Linked DNA regions of Macaca mulatta: regions 1, 3 and 4 are each linked to region 2. Evidence: chromatin contacts called from public Hi-C data. All regions are on one chromosome and are shown on one strand. The core of a region is the stretch at or near the end of the contact, and the rest is flanking DNA. Distances in the headings are between cores, read along the strand shown. Region 1 holds the start of CISH (cytokine inducible SH2 containing protein). Region 2 holds the start of MANF (mesencephalic astrocyte derived neurotrophic factor). Region 3 holds the start of HEMK1 (HemK methyltransferase family member 1). Region 4 holds the start of DOCK3 (dedicator of cytokinesis 3).

The links. A called contact is a pair of places that touch in the nucleus more often than the background predicts.
Region 1: a Hi-C map of fetal cortical plate shows a contact between it and region 2, with 4 times the contacts expected there. The contact joins the promoter of CISH here to the promoter of MANF in region 2. A contact is called at or near these places in 6 of 14 Hi-C or Micro-C datasets (blood, cortical neurons, fetal cortex germinal zone and 2 more).
Region 3: a contact with region 2 is called in a Hi-C map of blood, with 8 times the contacts expected there. The contact joins the promoter of HEMK1 here to the promoter of MANF in region 2. A contact is called at or near these places in 2 of 14 Hi-C or Micro-C datasets (blood and liver).
Region 4: a contact with region 2 is called in a Hi-C map of fetal cortex germinal zone, with 3 times the contacts expected there. The contact joins the promoter of DOCK3 here to the promoter of MANF in region 2. A contact is called at or near these places in 2 of 14 Hi-C or Micro-C datasets (fetal cortex germinal zone and fetal cortical plate).

Annotation. Positions count from the first base shown.
Region 1 is chr2:114,089,340-114,093,122 of T2T-MMU8v2.0, forward strand. CISH (cytokine inducible SH2 containing protein) reads right to left here and starts at 1,820. Exons shown (of 3, transcript NM_001258075.1): 1 at 1,775-1,820. The coding sequence starts at 1,794. It also overlaps a transcript of MAPKAPK3 not described here.
Region 2 is chr2:114,856,142-114,859,989 of T2T-MMU8v2.0, forward strand. MANF (mesencephalic astrocyte derived neurotrophic factor) reads left to right here and starts at 1,424. Exons shown (of 5, transcript XM_015130831.2): 1 at 1,424-1,469; 2 at 1,472-1,669; 3 at 2,441-2,568. The coding sequence starts at 1,439. It overlaps LOC114676355 (a long non-coding RNA gene), which reads right to left and starts at 1,004. Exons shown (of 2, transcript XR_003727309.2): 1 at 789-1,004.
Region 3 is chr2:114,044,477-114,048,285 of T2T-MMU8v2.0, forward strand. HEMK1 (HemK methyltransferase family member 1) reads left to right here and starts at 2,406. Exons shown (of 11, transcript XM_077992941.1): 1 at 2,406-2,499. The region is part of intron 1 of RASSF1 (Ras association domain family member 1); the gene reads right to left. It overlaps C2H3orf18 (chromosome 2 C3orf18 homolog), which reads right to left and starts at 563. Exons shown (of 5, transcript NM_001194849.2): 1 at 352-563.
Region 4 is chr2:114,155,219-114,158,732 of T2T-MMU8v2.0, forward strand. DOCK3 (dedicator of cytokinesis 3) reads left to right here and starts at 1,585. Exons shown (of 54, transcript XM_077992951.1): 1 at 1,585-1,977. The coding sequence starts at 1,587.

The DNA.
Region 1 (3,783 bases), core at 570-3,069, 770 kb before region 2:
CTTGCAAAATACATCTCCAAGCCTCAGTTCTGGGTCTAGTCCCTGGCTGGGCCTCAGGACACTGAGATAATGAAACCATGGCCTTTCCCTCAAGGACAACCAGACTGGCTGGGGAAGATGGCACTAAGTAATTATAATGCAAAGTCATAAAACTGCAGGTGTTGTGGGGGAGTCAGGGTCTGCTTGCTCCTGAGCTGAGTCTTCCAGGACAAAGGAAGGAGCTGGGGGAAGGTACCCCAGGCAGAGAGGACAGCATGGGCAAACAGCGCCAGTATTGCTTGTGAGGCAGGGAGGGGTAGGCAGGAGCCGGTAGCAGGAGCCAGACCTGACTCCTGTGTAGGTTATAGGTGACGCTCTAGGTTCTAATAAATCATGGCCCTATGATCACTCACAGTGAGAAAGGCCACACAACTCTGGCACACCACAGACTGCTAAAAACTGTTCCACACATACCCTGGCTGTACTGTGGGAGCTCGGAAATCCCTCTTGGAGAACTGGAGGCCAAATTTTGAGATGACCTGCCTGCTGGAGCCCAGAGCTACCTTCCCAGGGGCACGGTTGGTGGCTAGCCAGTCAGGCTGGAACCTCTGTGGGTGGCCATGTCCAGATAGCTTAGCCGGTCCTCAGACAGATTCCACCTGTGGGTGTGGGCACCTCTGGGGCTGACGTGGTAGCTGGGTGTATGAATAGCTGTGTTGATCACCACAAGCTCCTGGTGAGTGACTGTGTACCTGGGCAGGGGTGTGTCCATGGCTGTGTCATCATGGTGGGGACAGTGGCTGGTGTATTCTAGGTACATGTGTGTGCCTGCTTTGGAGCCCAGCAGTCTGTTAAAAACTTTGTTCCCCGACACCCAACACTGGCCCTGAGCTTATAAGGGGGTGCTTAGCTAGGGTAAAAAGTAAAAGAGCCTATGGGACCCCAGAATGCAGGGGGAGGCTCCTGGGGAGGAAGGTAGTGGTGGAGCAGGTGTTCAGGAGTCCCCGAATGCAGACAGGAGGAAGGAACTTGCTGGAGACAGCAAGGGAGAAGTAGTCTTCCCAGCACCTTCATGTCCTCTTCCCTGGCCTCACCTTCCACCCTCCCTCACTTGGCACCAGGCCAGTTGTGATAAGCACAGCCACCCAGTTCTCCCTGAGTGCAGAACACCCATTTATACCTTCTTCTTCTCTCCTTGGAGCTCCCTGAGCTCCTGTCAGATCACCATGGCCAGCATCAGACCCTTTGGTTGAAAGGGTTGCTCCCAAGAGTTGCTGACCATCAGGTGCCAGACTGAGGAAAGGCAAGGATCTCGGGCTGTCTTCCCAAAAAAGAAAAAAGAGCCTATTTGCTAGCCTGGGACAGGAGAGGGGACACCAGGACAGAGGGGGCCAGGGGCTGGTCCAAGGTTACTAGCAGGCAGGGCAGCCGGCAGGCTAGTGTAGAGTGCTCTGGGCCCAGAAGAAGATCTGGGATTGTTGGCCACATCTTGGTGGACGCCCTGCCGTTGGTGTCCATTTGCTCCAGTGAGAACCCAGGCTGAGCCCACCCCGTAAGTTCCTCCTGTAGCCAGCCAGCCCCCGGTTTCCCAATCCACAGTGGGAATTGAGGTGAGTGTGTGGGGGTGGGGAGTAGGAGTGTCACAGCCCCACACAGAGCCTCGCTCCCGAGGTCTGTCCGCGCTCAGTCACCTCTGGCCCGTCAAGCCCTCCCAATGCCCGGCAGCTAGCACATGGCCCCTGTTCTTCCGTGCGCCCCTCTTGGTGGCCAGGCGGGGGCAGAGAGCCGCGCTTACCCCTGAACGCAGAGGACCATGTCCCCGCGGCAGCGGCGACTCCGGAGTAGGGACTCGGCTGGACGGCGGCGGCGGGAAGGAACCAGTGGGCGCGGAGCGCGTGCAGGGTAGGCTCCCGGGGCGCGCGGGCGCAGGGCAGGGACTGAGAGGCAGTGGCGCGGACCGCCTGCGAGGGCAAGGTGGGGCGGGCCGGACGAGAGGGGCGGGGCGAGCTGCTGCCTAATCCTTTGTCTGCCGCGTCCCAGCCCTTCCCGGAAGCGGCGTCTTCCTAGAACCGCAGGCTGAGCGGTGGGGCCCGGGCGGGGTGCGCGGGCGCAGTCGCCGGGTCTGGGGCCCTGGGCAGTGAAAGGAAATACTTTGACAGATTTCCAAGAACTTTCCAGGAAAACGGGGCGGGGCCCTGCGAGCCGACCAATCGCGACGCTGAAGGTGGAGCCGAGCGGTCGGGGAGGGCCAATAGCAGCGCGTGGACCCGGGGCTGACGCTACCCAGCGGGGTAGGACGGAGAGATCAGTAGGGAAAGACCGGGTGGGGAAAGTTAAGGAGGGGCCCGGGCTCAGCAACCCGCGCCCAGATTGCCTTCTGGCATTCTGCGTCGTTGGGGAACGGCCCTCTTATCTCGCCGTGGAACTCCTGGCAGGGCGGGGGGCGGAGTCCCGGCCTCGTCCTCCCTGCTAGCGACTCCTCCAAGGAGGTCTGTCGGCGTGGGCAAACGCCCGGTGTTGGGACGGCCGCTCCTGGACCCTAGGACTCTGTGTGTCGGGTGTCGGATTGGGTGGCATGGGGTGAGGTCTGGAGCGGGACTTAGGGCAGGGTGGGGTGCAGAGGACGGTTCCAGAAATGAGTGGGTCCACTGGGGTCAAGCTGGCGGTCACCACAGCCAGAAAGATCCAGACAAGAACGTTTTCTTTGAGAGTTGAAGGAGAAAGCACATCCCAACTTTTCAAATTCTGGCCGGCCCGGCCAGTCAGGGGAGAAGAGACTACAGATTGAAGGAAGCAAGCAGAGACAGCCCCAGATGGCCCGGACTCTGCGTTGGTGCCCCCCCCCCCAAAAAAAAAATGCTGAGAGAGAGAGTCCTGCAGCTCAAAACATTGGGAGATAATCTGGGAGCAGGGTAGTAGAGGTTGGGGCAGGGTGGTGGGGCAGAGTAGTAACACTCGCTCTTATCTACAGGGAGTACTTGCTGCATTTGATCCTCTACAACTGGTGTTGCTCCCGTTATGCAGACGGAAGACAGCCCCAGGGAACAAACGCTAGGAAATGGCAGGGTAAGAGCTTGATCCCAGCTCTGAATCAGAAGCCCACACTCCTACCAGGACCCTCTCCACCTGTTTCAGTTCACTGGATTCACTGTGGAGCATCTATGTGGGGTCTGTGTGACTCTCCTCCAAATCCTTGGGCCAGAAGAACTGTGGGATTTGGAGAGGTCGCAGGTCCACTCCCTACCCCTCACCCCCTCCCAGTGTGTGCACCCAGGGTCCTCAGAAAGGAGGCTAGCTTTGAGATCCTGGGCAGGGATGACAGACCCCTGGCTGTGTTGAAGGGCCTGAACGATAGTGTCCAGGGAAGACAGAGCTCAGCTTGCTCTGCCCAGAATGGCAGAAGGCAAGAGACCTGAAAGCAAAACCCTATGAAACTGGGGGAAAAATGGTTTAAGTTTCAGACTTCAGGGCAGTAACTTCTCTGCAGATTTCCTAAAGGGAAGCCAGGCTTCATCAGTGCAACTCTGCCAGCCCCCTCCTGAGTTGGTCAGAAGCCAGTTTCTTGGAATGAGGGTAGAGGGGATGGATACCTTATAACCCACCTTGAGGGGTGGGATACCTGGATAGCCTGGTATGGGGCCCCTGTGTGGACCACTGACTTGGCAGTAGGAACTGTCCACTGTCTCATTACTATGAAGACAAAAGGACTTTGCAGCTGCCAGGCAACAGAGTTACAATTTTGAACTTGGGTCTCTTATGGGGCCAAATCCCAGGCTCTCTACCAAAACTATACTTCTTACCCCT
Region 2 (3,848 bases), core at 174-2,673:
AGAACCCTTTGAGAAGATTGTAAAATACTGATTTTCATTCTTTCAAGCTTATTTGTAAATACCTATTTGAATGCTGTGTATTTGTACAGGAATTTGAGCAAAAAATGTATAGAGTGTGATGTCCAATTGGTATTCAGCACTATAAATGTGTTTTTAACCTCACGCATTCTGTGCTTATTTAAAACAAGAAAACTTCTAACCATTCTTTTGTGTATTCATGTTTAAAGAAAACAAGTGATTTAAAAATGATCTTACCTGTACCAGAAAAGCAAAGTTAAAGGAAACAAAATTTGTACCATTGTCCCAAGAGGTATTTTACTGTATATATTGTGGTAGCATGTTCAAAATCCAACAAGTAATGTGAATTTTAGATGTAAATATCTGCCACTTGATTTTTTCCCCCTTTCCCCACTTCCTTGACTGCTGTGATGTGAATTAAAGATGAATATCTGATAATGATCCACTGAATTCACTGAATGGGAGCGGAGGATGTGCCCCTCTCCAACCCTTGTCGCCGGGCTCCAAGCCCTTTTTAGCCCCATAGACATGTCCTTTTTGCACTGAGTAGAGCCAACCCTTCCCCAACGCAGGAAGCCAGGGGGGCACTTGAAAGGAGGGCAGTCGAAATGGAAACATCCTCCAGTGCTTCTCTGCTGATCCCCGGGACCCCACTCAGGAGGCCCCTCAGCAACAGGGGACCCCGAAGGCCTAGCGGGGAGGCAGGAGAAGGCGGGCCAGCCACTGAGCCACGCTTCTGAGCTTGTAAGGGCACCTCCCGAGCCCCTCACCTTCCCACGCTGAGGCGACCCCATATCCTCGACCGATGATCCGGCCCGGGCGCTGCCCTCCACGGTCTAGAGTGGCGGCCCAGCTTTGAGATTGGCGCGCCTTGAGCCCTTCCTCCGGATGTCCCGCAGTCCGTCCACCCCGCACGTCTCCTGTCAGCCTACGCACGGCGGGCTCTGGTCAGGTGGAGGTTCAGCAGATGGGCTTCCAAAGGTTGGGTCCGTTGCCCACGCGTAGGAAAGAAGAAAAAAGGAAAGAAACTTTTGAGTCTTGCCTGCGGTCGCCCGCCCTCCCTGCCTAACCTGCTGTCTTGGCTGACCCCAGAACAACTGCGCCACGAGTCGGAGTCCGGGCGAGGAAATCCGCAGGGTTTTTCGAGCAAGCCTGGGGCCCAGAGCAGGGGTACGCGGGTCAACTCAACAGATGTAAGGCAGTGGCGAACCCCATTTCAGCTAGCGGTACCCAGCCTCAGTAGAGTCGCTGCCCTTACCCAATATGGTGGCCCACGCCGCTTCCGTCGCTGCTGTAGCCGCTTCCTGCGGCCGGCCCGGGTTCAATCAGCGGCCGACAACTGTCTAGGGCTCAGACACCACCAGCCAATGAGGGAGGGTAGCGTGGAGCCGCCCGTCTGGGCTCCACGGCTTATGGACCAATGGAGATGTGGCGTGTGGGAGGGCGCGGAGGGCCCCCCGCCAATGGGGAGCTACGGCGCGCGGCCGGGACTTGGAGGCGGCGCGGCGCGGCGGGTGCGGTTTAGTCGGTCGGCGGCGGCAGCAGCGGCGGAGGAGGAGGAGGAGGATGTGGGCTACGCAGGGGCTGGCGGTGGCGCTGGCTCTGAGCGTGCTGCCGGGCGGCCGGGCGCTGCGGCCAGGCGACTGCGAAGGTGCTGGATGGGGGGCCTGGGGCCGCGCTCCGTGACCGTTCTGGCGACGGCGCTGAACCCCACAAAATCACCAGACGGCGGGGGCCAAGAGGGCGGGGGCGAGGGCGGGGGCGGGGGCGACGGGGGGTCCCGGCGGGGCCTGCACGAGGAGGCTTCGGCGCCCGCCCTAGTAAATCTTGCCCGGGCCTAGAAAACATTGGTCCGACGAGGAAAAGTTGAGACTAGATCCCGTTGAAAACTTGGCCTGAAATCTCCATCACGCCTGAGTTATTGTCCCCACCACCGTCCAGAGGTTACCGCTCCCCGTCCGACGTCGGGAGCCCCAGGGCTGGCCGTGGGTGCTGCGCCCTGTCTGTTGGGATCACGAAGCTGCACCTCTGGGTGCGCTGTTGTATTTGGAAATTAGCAGCAGCATTTTGATGGTTTTTCTCCTCACCTTCCAGTCTCTCCATTTACGAGGTCACAGTGAGTCCCGTCTCAAGGACACGTGTTCACCATGGGCTTAAACTTGATGAAAGGAGCAGGGAGGAGTCGTTTATAGGTCATTGGGTGATGCTTGGTCTTTTGATTACCTGGGTGTACCAGGGGACCCCTGCCACCTTGAACCGGGTTCCGTCTACCTGTAGGCAACTGAGAAAAATCGGTGATGGAAAAGCTCACCTCTAATGATTCATCCTCATGTCTCCTATTAAAATTGTTGGCGGAGTTCCTTCCTGGTGGATTGGAACAGCTTGGTGATTGCTGAGCATCTCCCGTCCCTCTCTTTTCCAGTTTGTATTTCTTATCTGGGAAGATTTTACCAGGACCTCAAAGACAGAGATGTCACATTCTCACCAGCCACTATTGAAAACGAGCTTATAAAGTTCTGCCGAGAAGCAAGAGGCAAAGAGAATCGGTTGGTAAGTAGTTGGTGACCCTCCCCAACTGGCCCTGGCTCATGTTAACCCTCAGCTTCACTAGCCTTTTGATAAAAGGCCTTGCCCGCCTGTCTATTCAGGAAGCCAGCTACTCTCCATAAACTAACGTGAGACTGAAGTGTTTCTATGTCCTTCCCAAAGCAGGCATGTATTCTGCAACTGTGATTTTTTTTTAATCCTGTTAGTCCTTATTAAGCACCTACTATGTGCTGGGCACTGGGAGTATCAGGGGAAAGAAGTGACAGTCAGGCACACAAATAATGCAGTGTCTGGGTGTCATGAAGAAAATGGACCATTAGGTGCTGATTTAGAGTGGCCATGAAGTCTCTGAGGAAAGGTTATCATTGAAGTGAGATAAGAACATCCCATACAGGAAACAGCAGTGTGAGTGCCCAGAGGCCTGAACGAGTTTGGCATGTATGTGGACAGGAGAAGGTGACAGGGTGCCCACAGGATAGGCAAGGGCCAAATCAAGACAAGAGCCCTAGTGAAGCAATGGGTTTTCTAACTTTAATTTCCCTGGCAGTCTCTGGCTTATCTGTTAAAGGTTTGAACCCTGGTGACATTTAAACTCATTTGGTGGCTGCCAGCTTGGACTGAGCATGTGTTAAGAGTCCAGGGTTTACACTGACTGAATCTGACTACCAGTACAGGCAGGGCACTGAAAAATGCAGCTGTGGGCCAGGTGCGGTGGCTCATGCCTGTCATCCTAGCACTTTGGGAGGCCAAGGTGGGAGGATTGCTTGAGCTTAGGAGTTTGAGATCAGCCTGAGCAAAGTGGTGAAATCCCATCTCCACAAAAAAATGTTTAAGCTGGGCACGGTGGCTCACACCTGTAATCCCAGCACTTTGGGAGACCGAGGTGGGTGGATCACCTGAGGTCAGGAGTTCAAAACCAGCCTGGCCAACATGGCAAAACCCCGTCTCTACTAAAAAATACAAAAATTAGCCAGGCATGGTGGCAGGCGTCTCTAATCCCAGCTACTCAGGAGGCTGAAGCAGGGAGAATTGCTTGAACCTGGGAGGCAGAGGTTGCAGTGAGCCGAGATCATGCCACTACACTCCAGCCTGGGTGACAGAGCGAAACTCTGTCTCAAAAAAAAAAAAAAAGTTTTAATTAGCTGGATGTGGTGGCCCACACTGGTAGACCCAGCTACTAGGGTGGCTGAGTGGGAAGGATCACCACCCAACAGATTGAAGCTGCAGGGAGTCATGATCGTGCCACTGCATTCCAGCCTGGGCGACAGGGGGACCCTATCTCA
Region 3 (3,809 bases), core at 1,156-3,655, 810 kb before region 2:
CTTCTCCCTCCAGCTAGGCTGGGCACATAGGAAGTCCCGGGTTCTTTTATTGGTTTTGCAACTGATCCCGGGCGTGACCTTGGGCCAAACCCTTAACTCTGGGGCTCTGTTTACATCGCCTCCCAAAGGAGAGAAGGGGCCCTACTGACCACTTTCGCCTGGAAAGTGCCTCAGGGTCCAAAGGGTAAGGGAAGGAAACCGGGGCGAAAGGGGTCGGCACCGCGACCTTTGAGAACCCGCATGCCGTTCTCCACCAGGTCTCTCAGTCCTCCCTGCCCCAATCCCCATGCCCGCCTCCGCGACCCTGTGATGCCTCCCTTCTTGCACAGGAGCAGCGACCTCAGCACTTACTTAATCCTCTCCCGGCGCCGAGCTCAGTTGGAGAGGCTAGGGGTGGTAGTGACTGGCAGGAGGCCGGGGCGGGGGGAACCCCCAGGCCCGGCGTGGGGCTGCGGGTCCGACCAGAGGTCCACCCTCCCTGCAAGCTCCGAGCCGCTGGCCAGGCCCGCTACTGCGCACCGGCCTCAGCTGCGAGCGCTGGCTCTGCCGGCCTGAGCCAGGGTGGGTGAGCTAGTGTGGGTAGGGCCGGGACCCACGGCGGGGGTGGGGCCGGGCGGGCAGCCTCGGGGGATCCCCGAAGCTACAGCGCCTTGCCTCCCTGCGCGCTCCGCGCCCCCGGTCCCCGATTGGCTGTCGGGCCTAGAGCCCGCCCAGAATTGGACTGTTCGCTTGTCGCTCGGGTCTGGCTCCACCCCTAGAGGGAGCCTGGAGCCTGGAGCCTGGAGCCTGGTTGCAGTTTTTAGAGAGTAGCCCTGACTGCGTGGCCTGCGCTGAAGTTGGGCTGGGGACCGTACGTGGCTAGGTCCTTCCCAGGCCAGACCTCGGGACCCCTGCCAGCTACCCGTGCCAGGGCAGACTCACGCCCCCAAAACGCGGATGTACAGAGGAGACTTGGGGAGAGCAGTGGACTGGGAGTCCTTGGGCCTGCACTGAACTCTGGCTGACTTTGTGACCTTGAAGAAACTACTTTTCCCTTCGTGAACCTTGGCTTTCTACTCAGATGGGTCCTCTGGTGTGAGGGTTCTTGGCAAATGACTCCAACCCCGGGCTAGAAATGGGAAATCTGCGTCCAGAGAAGTTGAGAGTGGGGCGGATTTATTATTGGGCACCCCGACCCAGGCAAGTCTACATATACCCTTACAATAGCTTCCATCCACAGCATGATCAGCTCAGGGAAGGAGCCCTCAGATACTCCGGAGCCCTCAGATACTCTTAATCCGCCGGTTTTCAAAGGAGTGGGGGGTCACAGGGTAGCCTGGTACAAATGCGAACGCTCCTGTGTCTCCCGGTCTGGGAAGGATCCAGGGAAACGGCATGTTTAATAGTTTAAGGCCTGGCGTGGTGGCTCACGCCTGTAATCCCAGCACTTTGAGAGGCCGAGGCAATGGATCACCTAAGGTCAGGAGTTCGAGACCAGCTTGACCAACATGGTGAAACCCCGTCTCTATTAAAAATACAGAATTAGCCGGTCGTGTTGGCTCACGTCTGTAATCCCAGCTAATTGGGAGACTAAGGCTGGAGAATCGCTTGAACCTGGAGTCCGAGGTTGCAGTGAGCAGAGATCGCGCCATTGTACTTCACCCTGGGCAACAAGAGCAAAACTCCGTCTCAAAAAAAAAAAAAAAAAAAAAAAAAGGTAGTTAACAGTACATTCTGGTGGGGGGATGTTGACAAGACACACTTTGCGAGACGCTGCCGTGTATTTTATAGAAGGCGCAACTGAGGTCCAGAGGGGTCCCAACACCTGGACAAAGTCTCTTGATGAGTTGCCAAATAGAGTCAGGATTCGCACCAGGAAAAGAGTGGCCCCTGGGGTCTGGCTGCCACTCAGCCGGCCCCCTGGTGGGCTCTGCCACTGACCTAGGTAGGGTCACGACACTGGGACTGGACCCCAAAGTTGGACCTGTCTTCAACACTGGAACCCGCCTTCGCACAGCTCCACCCGGCTAAGATAGACCACGCCCCCGGACATCTGGTCCCCGCCCGAACACACAGGCCCTTTGGTGACACGCCTCCGTTCCGGCAGGCTACTGGGCTCTGCCCACACACCTACCAGGCTCGGTTCCTAAAAGCCAGCTCGGAGCAATCCCCTTGGGTTGGAGCCAAATCCCTGATGTGATTTTAAGGAAGACCAGCAGGTCCGGGTCTCCAGGGGTCAACCCCACACACATCCCCCGCACTTTCCTGCATGTAGGCCTGCGGGCGTAGAGGGCGTGGAATTCACACCCTCCCCACCCATCCGCAGGGGTCTCCTGGGAGGAACCCACAGGCGATGGGAACCCTGAAGCTGGGCTACGGTGTCCGCCCGAGCCTTTTCTTAAATGCGCCAACCCCGGAAGCGGGGCATCCAAGGGAGCGAGCGACGGGCCACGCACGTCCTGGCGTTCAGTACGGGGCAGCTTCTCCGGCTGGTGGGAGGGTGGGGAGCCTCTCAGGCAGGTATGCACGGGAGGTGGGGATCGGAAGGGGATGTTTCGACTGCAACCGCCTGGAGACCTGGCCGGTCCCATTCTCCATAGTGCAGATGGAGAAACAGGATTGGAGGGAGGGGACCCCGTCTGGGTCGTTAACAATGCAGTGCGTAGCTGTGAGGGAATTTACACCTCTGACTTCGGGCCTTGGTTCCTGGGACGGCGTACTGGTGCACAGAGCCGCTTCTGGAGTCTGGTGGACTCTCGGGTTCGTGTCTTGCCTGGGACAGTTTCTTTTTCTCTCTCTCTCTTTTTTTTTTTTTTTGGAGACGGAGTCTCTCTCTGGCACCCAGGCTGGAGTGCAGTGGCATGACCTCGGCTCGCTGCAACCTCTGCCTGCTGGGTTCAAACAATTCTCCTGCCTCAGCCTCCCGAGTAGCTGGGACTGCAGGCGCCGGCCACCGTGCCCGGCTAATTTTTTGTATCTTTAGTAGAGACGGGGTTTCACTATGCTGGCCAGGCTGGTCTGGAACTCGTGACCTCGTGATCCGCCCACTTCGGCCTCCCAAAGTGCTGGAATTACACAGGCGTGAGCCACTGTGCCCAGCTTACCTGGGACAGTTTCTACCTAAGTGATGTTGGGCAAGTCGCTTCCCTTCTCGGACCCTACTTGTATTTGAAGATGTGGCACTTAGCAGGTGCTCAATAAATGCTAGTTTGGACTTTTATCTGGAAGCAAAGGGGACCGCTGATTTTAAACCTTCAGTTAAACTTGCTTGTGACATCTTTAAATATAAAATTGTAAATTTTTTAGTTGGCGGTTTACACTAATGTCCTGGATTATGGGTTAAATTAGGAGGAAATTTTCAGCATATAAATCCTTGACAGTACACACAAAATGTCAGATTCAAAGCTCCCAATCAAAGGCAATCATCTGCCCCTTGTAACATCAGTTAAGATCGTGTAACATCTGGTCTCTGCTGTGTGTTGAGCTGCCTCCCAGGCCTTGGATATTCATAGTCTAATGCTTTGCTTGCCATGGGTTTGGTGTGATTTTCTCCCATCTTACGGATTAAGAAAGTGAAATTCAGAAATAATGACTTGCTTAAGATCACACACACTAGGTTAGACACAGATCTGTCCTATCCCCAAATATGTGCCCTAACCTGCCACCAACCCATTTATTAGCAGAGACTGAGCCATGGGCTGAGCCCATTCCAGCTAAAAATGTGAAGAAAACATAAGTGGCAGGCCGGGCGCGGTGGCTCAAGCCTGTAATCCCAGCACTTTGGGAGGCCGAGACGGGTGGATCACGAGGTCAGGAGATTGAGACCAGCC
Region 4 (3,514 bases), core at 335-2,834, 700 kb before region 2:
GACTGTCATCACATACAGCAGACAAGGGAGTGAACTTAGAGGATGAAATAAGAGCTTTAAGGTTTTTCCCCGAAGGCCTGCGTAGCTCAGCCCCACTTGTTGACTAGCTCCCTGGAGAGTTCTGTAAGAATGTGGCTTCATTCCATAGTATACTTCCATGGTGGCCACTGGGGAGGGGTCTGTCTTCTCGGACGGTTAGCTCTTTCGTTATGTTGTTGGACATCCCTGCTACCCCTAAATAGAAGTGTATCTGGCTATTGAGAAATTCTATCATTCACAGAACAGACATTTTCTGGGCAGGAGTGGGCAGCTATGATTAGTGAGGGGAGGAGCCTAAAGATCGGAAGGTGGAAAGGGGTGGCCATAACCCAGGAGAGCACAATCAGGCCTGGGAGGAGTTACCAATAATGACACTTTGAAGGAAGAATCAAGATCTGTTGATTACAAGATATTCTTGTACTAGTCTGGCTTCCCATGCAACAACTATACACCAGGTGCTGGGTTGGTGGTGAGGGGTTAGAAAGATGATTTTAGCCTGGAGCTTGCCTTCTGGGAGCTGACAGTCTTATAAGGGAAATAAGACAAATTGAACATAGCTCCAATTCCAGACAAAGAAGGAAAGGAGCCTATGGGTCAGGGCAGGCTTCTTGGAGGTGAGGGGCTGAGCTGGACTTTGAAGGTTGTGGGGGTGTCTGAGAGCGCTAGTGAAGGATGACACTAGGGTTTTGACTTAGTAGTGCTAGTGACAGAGATGGGCAAATCTGCTGGGATTAGGGCATGTGGTCCAAATGTAGGTGTAAAGGAGAAGTTCTGCAGTTCATGGCCTTTGGTAAGTGGTTGACTTGGGGGTCACAAGGTGACATTTACAGGCATCAGAATGAATGGATTCTTAGGGAGGAGAGAGAGGAGGAGTTTCCCGTAGGAGCCTGTACTTAGGGCCCCAAGGGAGGCAGACACCCAGGAGCAGCAGAGGCCGTGTCCTGGGTAGGAACCTGAAGGGCCCAATGAAGTGCTTCTTTACTAGCAAGGCAGCTGTGATTATTCTGGCCCCAAACATTCACCACTCAGGCCAACTTAGAGAAGCAAGAACCTAGGTGTCAGCGGCCTCAGCCCAGAGGGTATCCAGGAGAGACGGCCACGAGTGCACCCCACCTAGTTCCCTCGTGGCGACTCCACCCTGCGGACCCTGGGAATGCACAGGGTGGCTCCGGGGACCTTTCCGACAGCACTGTGGGTGACACTGGGATGGGTCTGAAAATGGTGTCGTCTCCTCCTTTTCCAGATCTCCCCTCTCCGAGCAGGAGGCCTTTGGCCATCTCCGGGCGCAGGCAGGAGGCATTGGAAGCGGAAGCGAGTCTGGAGTCTGGGTAGAGGGAGTCGCCCACCTGACCGGCCTCGCCCCCTCCGTAGTTTGCTGCAGCTGAGGGCCCCAGACCAGCGAGAAAGCCAGTCCGGGGCCGGACAGTCCAATCGCTTCTCGCGGATTTCCCTCTGCTGGCGCGCAGCAGCGGCGCGTGGATTCGCGCGCGGGCTCGGGACGGCGCGAGCCCGGGCAGCGCGAGCCCCTGCGCGGCAGGGAGTGGCGCATGCGCGGGCGTCCTGCGAGCCCGCTGGGGCGAGCCGAGCCGCGGCGGCGCCGGGAGCCCGGCGGCGGAGCTGGGAGGAAGCAAGCGGCGGCACGGGAGCAGCGGCGAAGGACAGGTGGCGAGCCTTCGCCCGCGCCGCCAGGGGCTGCTGGGCCACCCGCGGAGCCTCGCGGTCCAGACGTGGAGGGGGTGGCGGCGGCATCCCGGACGGCCTGTGAGGGATGCGCCGCCCACTGCCCCGCGCCGCCTGACCGTCCCCGCCTCGACTCGCGGTGCGCCACAGCCGGGCCCGCGGCCGTCCCCGCCGCGTTGTCGCCCGGTTGCCGCGCCCGCGGGGCCGCGCCCGGCACGGTCATGTGGACCCCCACGGAGGAGGAGAAATACGGCGTAGGTAGGTGAGGCTCCGGCCTGGTCTTGCCTGGGGTTCTGAGGGACGCGCCCAGCTCCCGGCCCCGCCTGGATTCGCATCCTCTCGCCCCCGCCCCTGCCCGCAGGCTGCGCGGCCTCGGCGCCGGGCTAGCGCGGGGTGGGGGCGGGTGCGGGTGCGGGTGCGGGTGCGGGGGTGGGCGCGGGTCTCTCTGCAGAGAGGGCGGCAGGGGGCGCTGGCGGTGCGGCCTTGGCAGGTGCGGCCCGCGGGAGGGGTGGGCAAGGCCCGGGCAGTTGCCCGAGGTTTCTGGTGTGGGCCACGGGGCAATTTTACCCGAGAAGCCAAATTCTGGTAATATGTTTTTTTCGCTCCAGAAGCTCAATTTTAATGAGTTTCCGCACCTGAATTGATGAACCCGGTGGCTGTTTATTTTTGGTCTGGAACCTTAAACGGATGAAAAACGTTGACATCATTTTCTCAGTTCAAAAATTTGGACATTTGACTGCAAATGTTTGATCTGTTTTGTTTTGCCGTTAGTATTAGAAATAATACTTTACAATGGGAAATGTTTTTGGACATGTATCAATGTTTAGATGTTTTATAGACACGGGTTTTTTTTTTAACCTGTTTTCAGTTGAGACCCTATTCCTCTTAGAAACCTTTTTTTATCTGTTATAAGTGTTAAACTCCAGAAGCTAAATAACTCTTACAGTAATCTACTTCTTTAAAAAGAATATTCAGTAATTTAAAGTATTGAATGTTTTACAATTTTAGTTTTTTGTGTCAATTACATGATAAGAGTTAAGCCTCATTGCATCACCTATCATCTTGTTCAGTTAGAAACAGATTTAAAATGTTGAGTGTACAGGTTTTATTTTTCCTAAGCTCGTAGTGGAAAATTTTAGATAGGAAATCTGTCTAAACAGATTTTTGTTTCCCGTCTTTACTGCAATTTAGTCAAGATTTAGTTCACAGTTCACTACCAAATAACTTGAAACTGCGGTGGTAACGAGTGTTTTGGAATGCTATTAGGCAGGTTATCGTGTGAAAATGAAATTTATTTAAATTTGAGGACCAGCAGAGAGGTCTTCTATTCTGGTAGAAAGTCTTGTTTTAAAAGGAAACTTTGTGAAACAATTAGCTATGCTAGGGTGGAGGTGATAACGGGAGCTCTGGTCCTAGAGTCTCTATTGAGAAGGAATTGGGAAATGATGCGAAGAGCTAGGATTCACCTCTAAGGACATTTTACCCCTTAGAGTATTCCCTGAATACTGAATTGATTCTGTGAAATGAGGAATTGGTGGTTTATCTTCTCCATAACTCGCTCCCAGAACTGCTGAACTAGAATAACAAGTAATCAATGTGAGTGGTCAACTCTCCAGTGGCACCCCATGATTGATTTTTTTGGAGGGGAGAGGAGCCCTTTTTTTGGGGTGGGGAGGAGCCCTTGAATAGTGAACAAAGTGGAATTCAGAGTCCTAGCTTCTCTTTACTGGTGGTGTGGGCAAGTAATTTAACATCATTTTCTTAATGTATAAATTGGGGATAATGTTTACCTATC